Regions from separate parts of the Mus musculus genome. Here all the other regions are linked to region 3. The links are chromatin contacts, called in public HiChIP or PLAC-seq maps. All regions are on one chromosome and are shown on one strand. The core of a region is the stretch at or near the end of the contact, and the rest is flanking DNA. Distances in the headings are between cores, read along the strand shown.

What was found. HiChIP or PLAC-seq counts read pairs in DNA pulled down with a chosen protein or histone mark.
Region 1: a contact with region 3 is called in an H3K4me3 HiChIP or PLAC-seq map of embryonic forebrain, with 2.3 times the contacts expected there. The contact joins the enhancer-like site here to the promoter of Cachd1 in region 3. A contact is called at or near these places in 1 of 39 promoter capture datasets (cranial neural crest), 4 of 484 Hi-C or Micro-C datasets (embryonic cerebral cortex, neural progenitor cells, pancreatic cancer cells and 1 more), 5 of 115 datasets of contacts at active chromatin or transcription factors (astrocytes, embryonic forebrain, embryonic midbrain and 1 more) and 3 of 9 other capture datasets (adipose tissue, liver and pancreatic islet).
Region 2: an H3K27ac HiChIP or PLAC-seq map of embryonic stem cells shows a contact between it and region 3, with 2.7 times the contacts expected there. The contact joins the enhancer-like site here to the promoter of Cachd1 in region 3. A contact is called at or near these places in 2 of 39 promoter capture datasets (frontonasal cranial neural crest and maxillary cranial neural crest), 5 of 484 Hi-C or Micro-C datasets (cerebral cortex, embryonic stem cells, nephron progenitors and 1 more), 7 of 115 datasets of contacts at active chromatin or transcription factors (embryonic stem cells, epiblast stem cells, intestinal villus epithelium and 1 more) and 2 of 9 other capture datasets (adipose tissue and pancreatic islet).
Region 4: a contact with region 3 is called in an H3K27ac HiChIP or PLAC-seq map of extraembryonic endoderm stem cells. The contact joins the enhancer-like site here to the promoter of Cachd1 in region 3. A contact is called at or near these places in 2 of 39 promoter capture datasets (frontonasal cranial neural crest and maxillary cranial neural crest), 1 of 15 datasets of contacts at CTCF or cohesin (the NIH/3T3 cell line), 10 of 484 Hi-C or Micro-C datasets (astrocytes, cerebral cortex, cortical glia and 6 more), 12 of 115 datasets of contacts at active chromatin or transcription factors (craniofacial prominence, embryonic midbrain, embryonic stem cells and 5 more) and 3 of 9 other capture datasets (adipose tissue, embryonic stem cells and pancreatic islet).

The regions. Positions count from the first base shown.
Region 1 is chr4:100,733,902-100,736,601 of GRCm38.p6, forward strand. No RefSeq gene overlaps it. Among named protein-coding and RNA genes, the nearest start is that of Cachd1, 41 kb to the right of the region's middle. Within about 2 kb of position 1,375, at least 9 of the 459 cell types and tissues checked have an H3K27ac peak or open chromatin away from gene starts, as enhancers often do. A contact at or near this core is called in embryonic forebrain, where this site is marked.
Region 2 is chr4:100,811,000-100,813,699 of GRCm38.p6, forward strand. All of the region lies in intron 1 of Cachd1 (cache domain containing 1), which reads left to right. Among named protein-coding and RNA genes, the nearest start is that of Cachd1, 36 kb to the left of the region's middle. Within about 2 kb of position 1,287, at least 34 of the 459 cell types and tissues checked have an H3K27ac peak or open chromatin away from gene starts, as enhancers often do. A contact at or near this core is called in embryonic stem cells, epiblast stem cells, intestinal villus epithelium and 1 more, where this site is marked.
Region 3 is chr4:100,775,395-100,778,094 of GRCm38.p6, forward strand. It overlaps Cachd1 (cache domain containing 1), which reads left to right and starts at 1,285. Exons shown (of 27, transcript NM_198037.1): 1 at 1,285-1,974. The coding sequence starts at 1,735.
Region 4 is chr4:100,827,107-100,829,806 of GRCm38.p6, forward strand. The region is part of intron 1 of Cachd1 (cache domain containing 1); the gene reads left to right. Among named protein-coding and RNA genes, the nearest start is that of Cachd1, 52 kb to the left of the region's middle. Within about 2 kb of position 1,320, at least 38 of the 459 cell types and tissues checked have an H3K27ac peak or open chromatin away from gene starts, as enhancers often do. A contact at or near this core is called in craniofacial prominence, epiblast stem cells, extraembryonic endoderm stem cells and 1 more, where this site is marked.

The sequences.
Region 1 (2,700 bases), core at 125-2,624, 41 kb before region 3:
CTTTGGAGATTACAATTAAGTGATTGGATGAATCTCAGAAGAGACCTTGAACTTTGGACTTTTAACATTGTTGAGACTGCTATAGACTATGAGGACTTTAAAAGTTGTACTAAATACATTTTGCACTATGCTATGTTTAAGTATGGCCCCCCATAGACTCATATGTTTGAACAAGTCTATGGGGGCCAGGGAGTAGAATGTGATGATTTGTATATTCTTGGGCCAGGGAGTGGCACCATTTGGAAGTGTGGCCTTGTTGAAATCAGTGTGTCACTGTGGGCGTGGGCTTAAGATCCTCACCCTAGTTGCCTGGAAGTTAGTCTTCCACTAGCAGCCTTTGGATGAAGATGTAGAACTCTCAGCTCTGCCTGCGCCATGCCTGAATGGATACTGCCATGCTCCCACCTTGATAATAATGGACTGAACCTCTGAACTTGTAAGCCAGCCCCAATTAAATGTTGTTTTTATAAGACTTGCCTTGGTCATGGTGTCTGTTCACAGCAGTAAAACCCTAACTAAGACACTCCCCAACTTGCTATTTTGTCATGGCGTTTGTTTCACCATAGCAGTAGTAACCCTAACGAAGATAGCAACCTAGCCATCTTCTGAGACCCAGAATTGTTTTAAGATAAGTTCATTCATGAATTATTATGAGTAAATGTTTTATTTGTATGTCTATTTTGTACATCCAAACACTCTAAGGTTACATAAAATTTCTAAAATGAAAAGGATTCACAGATGGAAACAGCTGAGCCTAGAGAGATGGCTTTGATGAAGAGAGCTTGTAGCTCTTGCAGAGAGATCAAAGTTCAGTTCCCACCACCTACACCAGGCAGCTTACAATTGCCCCATATGATACATTCTTCTGGCCTTCATAGGCACAAACACACAGTCACACCGTCTTTCACATACATAAAAATAAATCTTAAAAAAAAAACCCATAGTTTATTTGTCTTTAAGTAAAAAGGTTTGAGCCATCCTGGTTTAGATTATTCCCCTAAGTCCAATATTAGGTTTAAAAAAAGAGTTTGTTTTCAGTATTCCTAAACAATAACACTGGACTAATCAAAGAAAAGTAGGACTTTTTTATTACCAGAGGATCTCTTCCAAGACTCAGAGGATGTCCAACGTCGCGGACAGCATCAGATCCTGTATTTGCTATATTTTTCTTATACAAGTGTATCTACAATAAAGTTTAATTTCTGAATTATACATAGGTAAAGATTAACAATAGATTGAACGAATAATATACTGTAATAAATGTTACCCCACCACCACCCACATTGTTCTTTCATCACTGTTCTTGCCTGCACGGTAAGGTGGAGGGAGGTGCTGCAGGATGCAGGCACAGTGTCAGCCTCCTGGAGCAGGGTCCCTCAAACAAAAGTGGCACAGTAGCAGAGACAACTGGCATGGCTCCTAGCTAGCAATGTGTCCAGCATGGACATACTAAACAAAGGGAGGATTCATGGCACAGGTATGCTGGCTCCACAGCCAAGACTGCGCCATGCTAGTAAAAGGCACAACATTGAAAACCCACACACAGCTTATTTCTGCAGTGTTGCACTTAATATTTTTCAGGCTGTGGTTGACCCGAGACTGCAGAGGCCGATGCCAGAGCTAAAAGGAACCACAATCTGGATTCTTCTAGTGAATTTGACTACATTTTTATGATACCTCAAAGACAAGAGGCCTCATAAAAAGCCCAAATATGCTCACAGAACGGTGAAGATTAATCATAAGTGTTATTATGTAAACTACTACAAAACCGGCATGTTAACTAGTACTGCCATTGGCTGCTCTATGGCTGTCGACAGGTTGTGACCTTGGATCTGACACTGGCCTCTGCACTTTCCATGTCTTACAGTTTGCTGTAAAGTTCACAGGATAAGCCCTGTCTTAATGAATTTCAAGACTTGCCAATGGTAAACAAAGGGAATGAGTTTTTTCAACAAGCTAATACAATTATGGCCTGGACACGCATGTTTTTTTCTTTCCAACTCTGCTTTCTGCTGGGTCTTTCTAATGGCACCTCCACACGAGATTGATGAGAGATGGCAGAGATCCACATGCCACTATTGTTGAGATGCAAGTCCCTGACAACCTGAGTCCAACAACAAATGTCGGAGTCATCGTTAATGAATCAGGACATTCATAATTGGAAAATAAGCCCTTTCTCCCTCCCCCTGACTCACTGATACCTCTCATTAGCCGGTGGTTCTGAGAATGCCTGGGATAAAGATCTCAAGACAAAGTTGGATGGAGAAAACTTCTAATCCTATTGATAGGAGAAGAAAGGAGGAGAGCGCTAGGCTGCCGCTTTTCACCCACTTTATGGTATTTTAATTAAGCCGAGACTTTGTTGTATGGTTTACACGCACGAGGAATACACAGGCAGCTGCATTTTATGTAGAGTGGCTATAAATAGAAGAATTAATATAGAAAAGATTAAAAAGCTGTGTGGATAATGGGTGTCTATTACCTCCTGGAACACTATTGTGCTTTCGAATGCCAGTCTGCGTACCTGCTTTTCGGAAATTGAATTCTCTAAGCAGAAAAGATGAGATGAATGAGAACCCTGGGGGCTGATGGGAGAACGTATTTTTGAATTCTCACATGTAATGTCACTAAGTGTGACTTATAACTGTACATTAGTTGTTTAGCTCTATTTAAGGCCCTTTTTCTTAATCAATTGATAAA
Region 2 (2,700 bases), core at 37-2,536, 36 kb after region 3:
GTACAGCACAGCCTCTCTTCCAATTGTATTTTTTTTTCTTATGTTGACAGTAGTTCACGTTGAAAAGGAAAATGCCATTTCTCTCTTGTTAATGGCCAAATTGGAAGCAGAATTATACTAGGGGAGCTTGAGAATGTGTTGTAAGTGGAGGAGCATGAATCAAGAGAACCACAATTAAAACCACTTATCCCGTAGCCGTATTTCCCAAACACAATGACAGCCTTCAAGCTGATCATGGGATTACAGAAATTGAGTGGAATAAAACCTCATTCATTGCATCAGTCTGTGTTTTGCCATTTTGGGTGCACTGTTCTCTCTGCACTTCTTAGTATTGGTGGGAAAATTTGGTCAAAAAGAGTTCTCTCTCTCTCTCTCTCTCTCTCTCTCATTTAGTTGCATGATCTTCAGAAGCAAAGGCAAGTAGTCATTAATTTCCATCTGATAGGGCAGAACTTTTTCTGTGGCTAAACAATTGAAACAGGAAATGACCCAAGATACAGTTTCCATGACACCCTGTCGCTTGGATCCAGTTTTTCCTGAAGATGAAAGACCAAAGCCGCCTTTTGATACCAAGTAACTAATTGGACTGGCTGATAGTGGGAGGGTTTTTTTTTTTTTAATATAATGTGAAAAATAAAGGAGAAAAAACTAGAACAGCTGTGTTTTGGTATAGTTGTCTAATCCCCAGATAAAACACTCCAAGGACATTGGAATTGAATGGTGCCTTTGTGGGGGGGAGGGGCTTAGTTTCTAAAATCTGTCAAAGCACGGAATGTATTTATGTTAAAGAGCAAAAAGAAGAAAGGGGGAAATCAGAGCTTCGATACCAGGTGATAGCTTTTCAAGAATGATCTTTGTTTATGCAGAGTATGATGTCCTGTTTTAAGATTCTCTCTTGAAGGTGCTAAGAGATTGGCTAGGTTGTTGTCGTCTAGAGTGTTTGTTTATATTTCTGCTCCGAGCTGGCTGTGAGAGCTGGGGTTGCTGAGAGCTGGGGGAACTGAGCCTCTGTTCCTGTGTTTCCCTTTCTCTTGTAAATGAAGCGCTGGTTGTAGAGCTTCAAGCCCTACTACTCTTCCACTTCAGAAATTTCCCACCCACCCCAACCCCCTACTGAAATGCTGGCTCTACTGATCACAAAGGCATGCATATGAAAAGCTTCAAATACGTTTAAATGGAGAAAACATCTATTTTCCTTGAAAGGGAGGCAATGTCTTCTCCATGTCCACTGATGGCGTACCTAAGAACCATGTTTTCTTACATTGGAACCCTGAAGAAGACAGTCTTTGTTTGACCTAATGAATCTTCTGTGTCCTGGGGCTCAGTGGTGGGCTGCTTGCCTGGCTCGCACAGGCCATTGAGTTCAGCCACAACACTTTGAAAGAAATAACTAAAGAGACGTGTATTTTTTTCTAATTCCTCACTCCTCTTGTGAATGAGCCAGAACCCTGTCTCTGTCAGTTTTCCACCAGTTAGATTTATTTGGTGGATTCAATTCCCCCCCTCCCCCCAAGACAGGGTTTCTCTGTGTAGCCTTGGCTGTCCTGGAACTCACTTTGTAGACTAGACTGGCCTCGATCTCAGAAATCCGCCTGCCTCTGCCTCCCAAGTGCTAGGATTAAAGGATTGTTTCATAGCAAAGTACCTGCCTAGTTTCTTTTACTTTTGCCAATCAGAGGAGTAGAAGCAGATGTTCACACTGAAATCCTACTATATTTAGGTGGTAAGTGTAATACTAAAAATATAGACTGACTGAGGTGTAACTGTGGACCAATTACTTGGTTCTAATTTTCTCTTTTCTAGTTGTGCCTACCTTTGGGCTGACTGCAAATTGCATGAGATTTGGGGCCTCCTGACATTGTGTCTGCCCCATGGGTGACATGAATTAGATGTTTAAAGGGGTGGATGCTGACAGTGGGGTGCTGTACATGGATCCCAAGTTGGGTGGGTCGGAGATTCCTTCTTCTTATAGCAACATCTGGTTTTAAGTCACCATCTTCAACTGAGGAAGACATTCAAGTAGTGTTGTCAAAGCCATGGATATTACTGTTTGGATGTTTGACTCACTGAATAGCTTGGGCATTGTTGGGGCTCTGTAGTGGAAGAGTGAAGATTCCCTTCCTGTAGCTGTCCTAGCTACAGTGGCTCCTGGAGTCCTCTGGGTTGGCTGAGTAGCCTGGCTAGGTACCCAAGATTCATGTCTGTGAGCTAAACCTGAATCTTTATACTCTGTGACAGGTCCCTACTGCCTCTGCTTCCCTGAGCAGCATTTCTTTTTAGACACCCTCTCCCAACGCCACCCTCCTTTTGCAGGACCTCCTGCCTGAGGCTGTGCCCTGACTAGTAGAGCTGTACGTAGCCATTAGTCCAGCTCTTTGCTTGTGCCTCATGTAGGTCCTATCCTACTTAGTTGTTCTAGGTCTGAGCTGCCTGCTGTGTCCCCTTGATGCCCAGTCATTTGTTCTCCTTACAGGTACCTTATCTGCCCTCTGAGAGGGGCACTGGTGAGCTGGCTGCATCACACATACACAGACATACTAAGTTCTCTAAAAGACTATCAAAAATAGGCTTTTAATTATTTTAAAAGATGTGTGTGTGTGTGTGTGTGTGTGTGTGTGTGTGTGTCACTGGAGTTGGAGTTATAAATTGGTTGTGACTCACCTGCCAAAGGACCTAGAAAGGAAACATGGGTCCTATGGA
Region 3 (2,700 bases), core at 35-2,534:
TTGCTGGGATTTGAACTCTGAACCTTCGGAAGAACAGTCAGTGGTCTTAACCGCTAAGCCATCTCTCCAGAATGTTTTTTTTAAACCTCAAAGACCATCCCTAGTGGCACACTCCTCCAAAATGACCACACCTTCTAATTGTTCCCAAACAGCCCCAAATTGGGGACCAAGTACTCAAACATAAGAGTATGGTGGGGGGCATTCTCAGTTACCCCCTCCCCTCACATTTGCCTACCCATAGCTGTAGTTTCTAGGACTCTTGAAGCAGCACATTCATAGTCTATAGGAAAGTGAATGAATGCTTTATACAGGGACACTCGCCCTGCAGCACACACTTGTTTCTCTATGGTGGCTCTCAGAGAGCCTGATCCAGTACTCAGGAGCCATACCTGCCATGCTTATGAAAGCAGGAGGATGCTATGAGCTCAACTTCAGCTTTGTTTTCGTTTTTATTTTTTATTTGTTATTTTTGCCTGTAATGGAGTCAGATGGATTTATACACACAAACACAAAGAGAGAGGGCAGGAGGGAGGGAGGGAGGGAGGGAAGGAGGGAGGGAGGAGAGAGAGAGAGAGAGAGAGAGAGAGAGAGAGAGAGAGAGAGAGAGAGAAACATCCAGTGGAAGGTCAGAGCACAGGCCTGAAAGTAATACTTGTGCTTAAACTCTGGGTCAGTAGCTTATCCCTGGGTGACCTTCAGCTATTTGTTGCAACTCCCTAAGGCTCGGAGTTTGTTACCTGAAAATTCAGGATCAAGATACAACCTCTTAGCCTCGTCCTGGGATTAAAGGATAATGAGTCACACACACTGAATGTAGACCTCAGAGTATTGTGCTGGCCACATGATAGCTGGTTACAAACCAAGTCCGCTGTGCCCACGAGGGCGAGCTATTGTTACTAATAAAAAATGAGGAAAGGGAGTTAAAGCTCTAAAGACAGTTGCTCCCTTCCTAGGTCTGGGTCAGGCAGAAAGCCCGAGTTCTCGAACTTAAAAGGGACTTTGGGTGGTGGGTGGGTGGAACCTGTAACACTTGGGACCCGAGATCTCCTGCACGGGCCGAGTCAGGGGGTGGGGGCGGTCGCGTGGCCAGCTATGGGAAGGTCTCAAATGATCCCCTTCTCAGGCCAGAAGGGTCCTGTGCAAGCGAGGTCCCCCAGTATCCCGGGCCCCCAGCGTCCCAGGGCGTCGCCCCGTGCAAGGAGGGAGAGGAGGGGCGAGCGCGGGACTTTCCCCGCCTCCCTCCTCTTTCCATAAATCACCGCTGCAGCGGCAGCGGCGGAGCCGGGAAGTGTACGGAGCCGGAGCGCAGCGTGGTGGCACCAGACACCTCCCTTTTCCCCGCCGCTTTCTTTCCTTTCTCTTCTCTCACTTCGGTCTTTTAAACCTCCCTCTCCCTCCTCGCCGGGAGACCGCCCCGGTCGCCTCGCCGCGCCTACACTGGTGGCGCCGCCGCCGTCTCCGGGCTGCGCCGGGACTCGGGAAAGCGAAGGCGGCGCCGCTCCGCCGGTGCTCTCAGCCGCCCGCCCGGCCTGCGGGCGCCGCGGTCTTCGAGCCGCTGCCGCCGGGCGATGGTGGCCGCCCGCGCGCCCGCGCTGCAGCCGGGCGCCCCCTAAGTTTTCCAGCTACAGCCGCCGCGCCGTGGAGCCGAGAGCGCAGGAGACGAGGAAAGTTTGGCGGGCTGCGCCTCCCGCGGCCAGCGCCCGAATCCCGTCGGCGGGAGTGGCCGGAGGCGGCATGGCCCGCGAGCCGGAGGAAGAGGAGACCGTAAGGCCGGCCGCTGTGGTCCGCCGCTGTCCTCGCTGCCCTGGCTGGCCTGGGGCCCCGCGGCCGCCCCTTTGGCTGCTCTGCCTTGTGGCATGCTGGATCTTGGGCGCCGTGGCCGACGCCGACTTCTCCATCCTGGACGAGGCGCAAGTGCTGGCGAGCCAGATGCGGAGGCTGGCTGCCGAGGAGCTGGGGGTGGTCACCATGCAGGTAAGCGACCCCCTTCGCGCCGCCTCACTTGCAGCGCTCTCCCGCTGCGCAGAGCCCTGGGCCGCTGCACGGAGTGCCCAAGCGGGCTGTGGGACCTCTCGGTTCCTGCAGACTTCACCACATCCAGTGCTCTCTGTCCCGTGTACTCATTTGCCGCTGCCCTCTTCTGCAGAGCCTCTGCCCCGCACCCACTTTCCCCCTCTTCTCGGCCCCGGCTCCTTTCTTGTTGGCTGGGGATTCTCTGCTCTATCCGCGCTTCCTTCCCCAGTTTGCACTCTCTTCCTTCGCAGATTTGTTTTCACTCGTCACTCCTGCAAACTCCCCTTTCCTCTTTGTGTTCCCATCCCTAGGCAGCGGTCCCGCCCGGCTCGGGGCATTCTCCAAGGCTCCCCCACTCCACCCTCTTGAAACCTCCCAGCGTCCTGGAGACCAGGCGCACGAGTGGGCGAGGGAGCGAAGGTAGATTGTCCGCCTGGGCCGCAGGACTGTTGGGGTCCGGGCGGCCCAGCAACCGGGGCTCGCTCTCCCTGCCCTGCCGCTTTGGGGGAGGGGAGGGGCTGATCTGGCGGATCCCCCGCTCCAGTCCTTCTGGGGACTCTTTTTCTTTCCGCTCTTGCGGCCATTGGTCGCCTCTTGTCCGCTGTGTAATTTCTGGTTTGTGTGTGCCTTCGCTGGGAAGGGCAAGGTGAATAGGGTTTCCATTTTTTTCCCCCTGCGTCTTTTGGC
Region 4 (2,700 bases), core at 70-2,569, 52 kb after region 3:
TTAACAAGCAGCAGACAAAGAAGGCAACTGGCTTTCCATGGGACGATATCTAAGGGAAGTTTTTGAGTTGGAGTTTGTTCCTCGGTCCAGCCTGGCAAGATGAAGAGGGATAGCTCCACAGCAGGAGGAAGCCAGGAAGGACCACTAGGGCCTGGGAGGCCACTGTGAGAGTAACTGGGAGGGCGCCCTGGGGAGATCCTGAGCAAATGAGGTAGACAACCAACCTGAAGCTTCACGTTGCCAGGAGACATCTAGATAGTATGACTCCTTTACCTGGCTGGTCTTATTTCTCCTGTTCGTTTATTAACTTTTTGCACTGTGTTTGGGGGATGGGAGAGGGTGGTATATCCCACCCTAGGGGAGCTGTCCTGCCTTTGATTGAACGGAGGAGTCCTGTGGCTATTCAGGTTGTATTCCCTGGGAAACAAAGAAACTGATTAGATCTTAAGAGACAAGGACAGTGGACTCCCGTGGTGGCACAGCTTGCCATCCTTTTTGAACGGGACTTGATCTCTTGCAGGCTTCCCTGACTGAGCCAGGGCGCTTTTGTAGATCCTGGGAGGTGTTGGTTAGGTTCAGTGTTTTTTCAATGTTTGTATCTCCTTACAGGAAGGAGGGTTCATTATGGGGCAGGAGGAGGCACTTAAGTGTAGTCATTTGTCAGCCCCTGACTCTGGCCTAGCTTCTTCTGCCAAGATAACTGAGAGCCTCACACAACCCCGGGGTGGGGGGGAGGGGCAGGGCGGGGATGCACTTTTATGTGTCTCTTGGGGAAATCAGGACATTTCATTGGTCCTGAACCTGAGTCCTACATCCAAGATGGACTGCCAGTGTTCTGTTGTTTTTATGTCCTATCTTTTCAACTGAGTTAATTGGATACCTGCTTTTAAAATAAATCTTTATCAGGTTGTGCTGTAGTTAGGATGGTATTAGGAGACAGTGGAAAAGTTAGGAGCAGGTCATGAATGAGCCAGCATCATTACATGGGTCGGTGCAGAGCATTCAGACAAGGTCCAGCTTGACCTGTGGATCTGTACAGTCTTCCAAGTTTTCGAATCTCTAAAATGGATTGAGTCCTATGAGACATTTTCCACTCACAGGAAAGAAAGAAATTATGGTATCAAAGTACTGGTTTTCTGATTGTTGGGAACTACAATTCTGGAGACATATTTGTTTGAGACGGGACAAAGAATGGCTTTTTTTTTTTTTTGGTCTAGACTTTTGTCAAGGACATGGCCATCCTCATGTCCCTAGCCTCCCTGGGAGCTGGAACCCTTTCTTAGCTTCCTATTGTCTCTAAGAGCTAGAGAGAGATAAGAGTCATAGATAAGGGCCTCAGAGATAGCAAGGGCCTTCAGTAAGTACATGTGCTTGTCTTGGCATTCCCCTACAAGCCCATGCCTTCTAACATATAGTTCAACCAGCCTATCTGTGGCTCTGTGAGCATCTCTGTGTCCCCCACAGTGCCTGTCTATCTCCCTTTTGAGATAGGGACCACTTAACTGAGTTAAAAGTCTCATGTTGACAGGCTACTTATTAGCAGGAACTGTGAGTCTTTTTGTTTTTTAAATCTCATTAGGCCCTTGTTACCCATTTGATAACAAAGACTTAAAGGACTTTTGCTAAGAAATCTCTGGCAGACATACCTTCTTGGGCCTGAATGATAAACTTTCTGCCTTCAGCAATGGAAATGTGGGAGAATTCCAGACGCTAAATAATCTGGCTCGCGGCCAGCAGGTTCAGGCACGTTGGAACCGTTTGATTGAGGCTTAGCCAGGGTCTGCAGCAGGAGAGTCACGTTAAACCCCCTCAGGAGGTCTGAGTGCTGAACTGGAAACACATGGAGCACCTTGCAAACATTATCCATCTGCTCCAGGCCCTGCTTTCCTTATCTGTAAGGGAGGGCTCCGCAGAGTCGGCAAGAGGAGCTCATTATTTTATTCCAATACTTTAAAAACACACCCACCTAGCTATCGGGTAAGTCTGACTACACTGTTCTTTCTAGCCGCCTGTTAACCATCAATCAGTCAGCTCCACCAAGCAGCTCCAGTCAACCAGAATTACAATAGTAAATTAGCATAATTCCAGCCTCAAACCTGAAGCCCGATATTCTAGGTTAATCTTACGAAGACTAGTAATAATCTTATATAATAATATATTATTAATGAAACGACCAAGATAATATAATATATATGTGTATTTCACAATAAAATAATATAATAATTTTGATCATTTCTTTCCTTTTTTTTTTAATGTCACCAATAGCTTGTAATTATTACCACCTGTTGTAAACCTCATTCCTTGTGTTCCGAACAACTCACAGAGGTTTTGGGGGACAGTTTTGACAGCAGTCAAATGATCTGATGTTGAGTGAGGGTTAGCTACTGTCCCATAGCCTTACCACCTGGGTATAACTAAAGCAAGCAAGAGACTTGTTTCTGCTATCGACATACACAGATTTTGATTAATGTCCATATCTCAACATGTGTGTATAGAATGGATCCCGGGTCTTTACCTCTGTGCTGGGTAGAGCCCCCGCTGTCTTTTCTAGTTGCCCTGGTCACTGCTTTATCGGAACAGCTTTACTCATAGACACAATGGCGGCCCAGAGGACACTTCTGCTATCCTTAATAGCACTTAGCAATTGGAAACCTTCCAACTGAACTGGACCTGAAGCCTCTTAGGAGACAAAGCTATCAG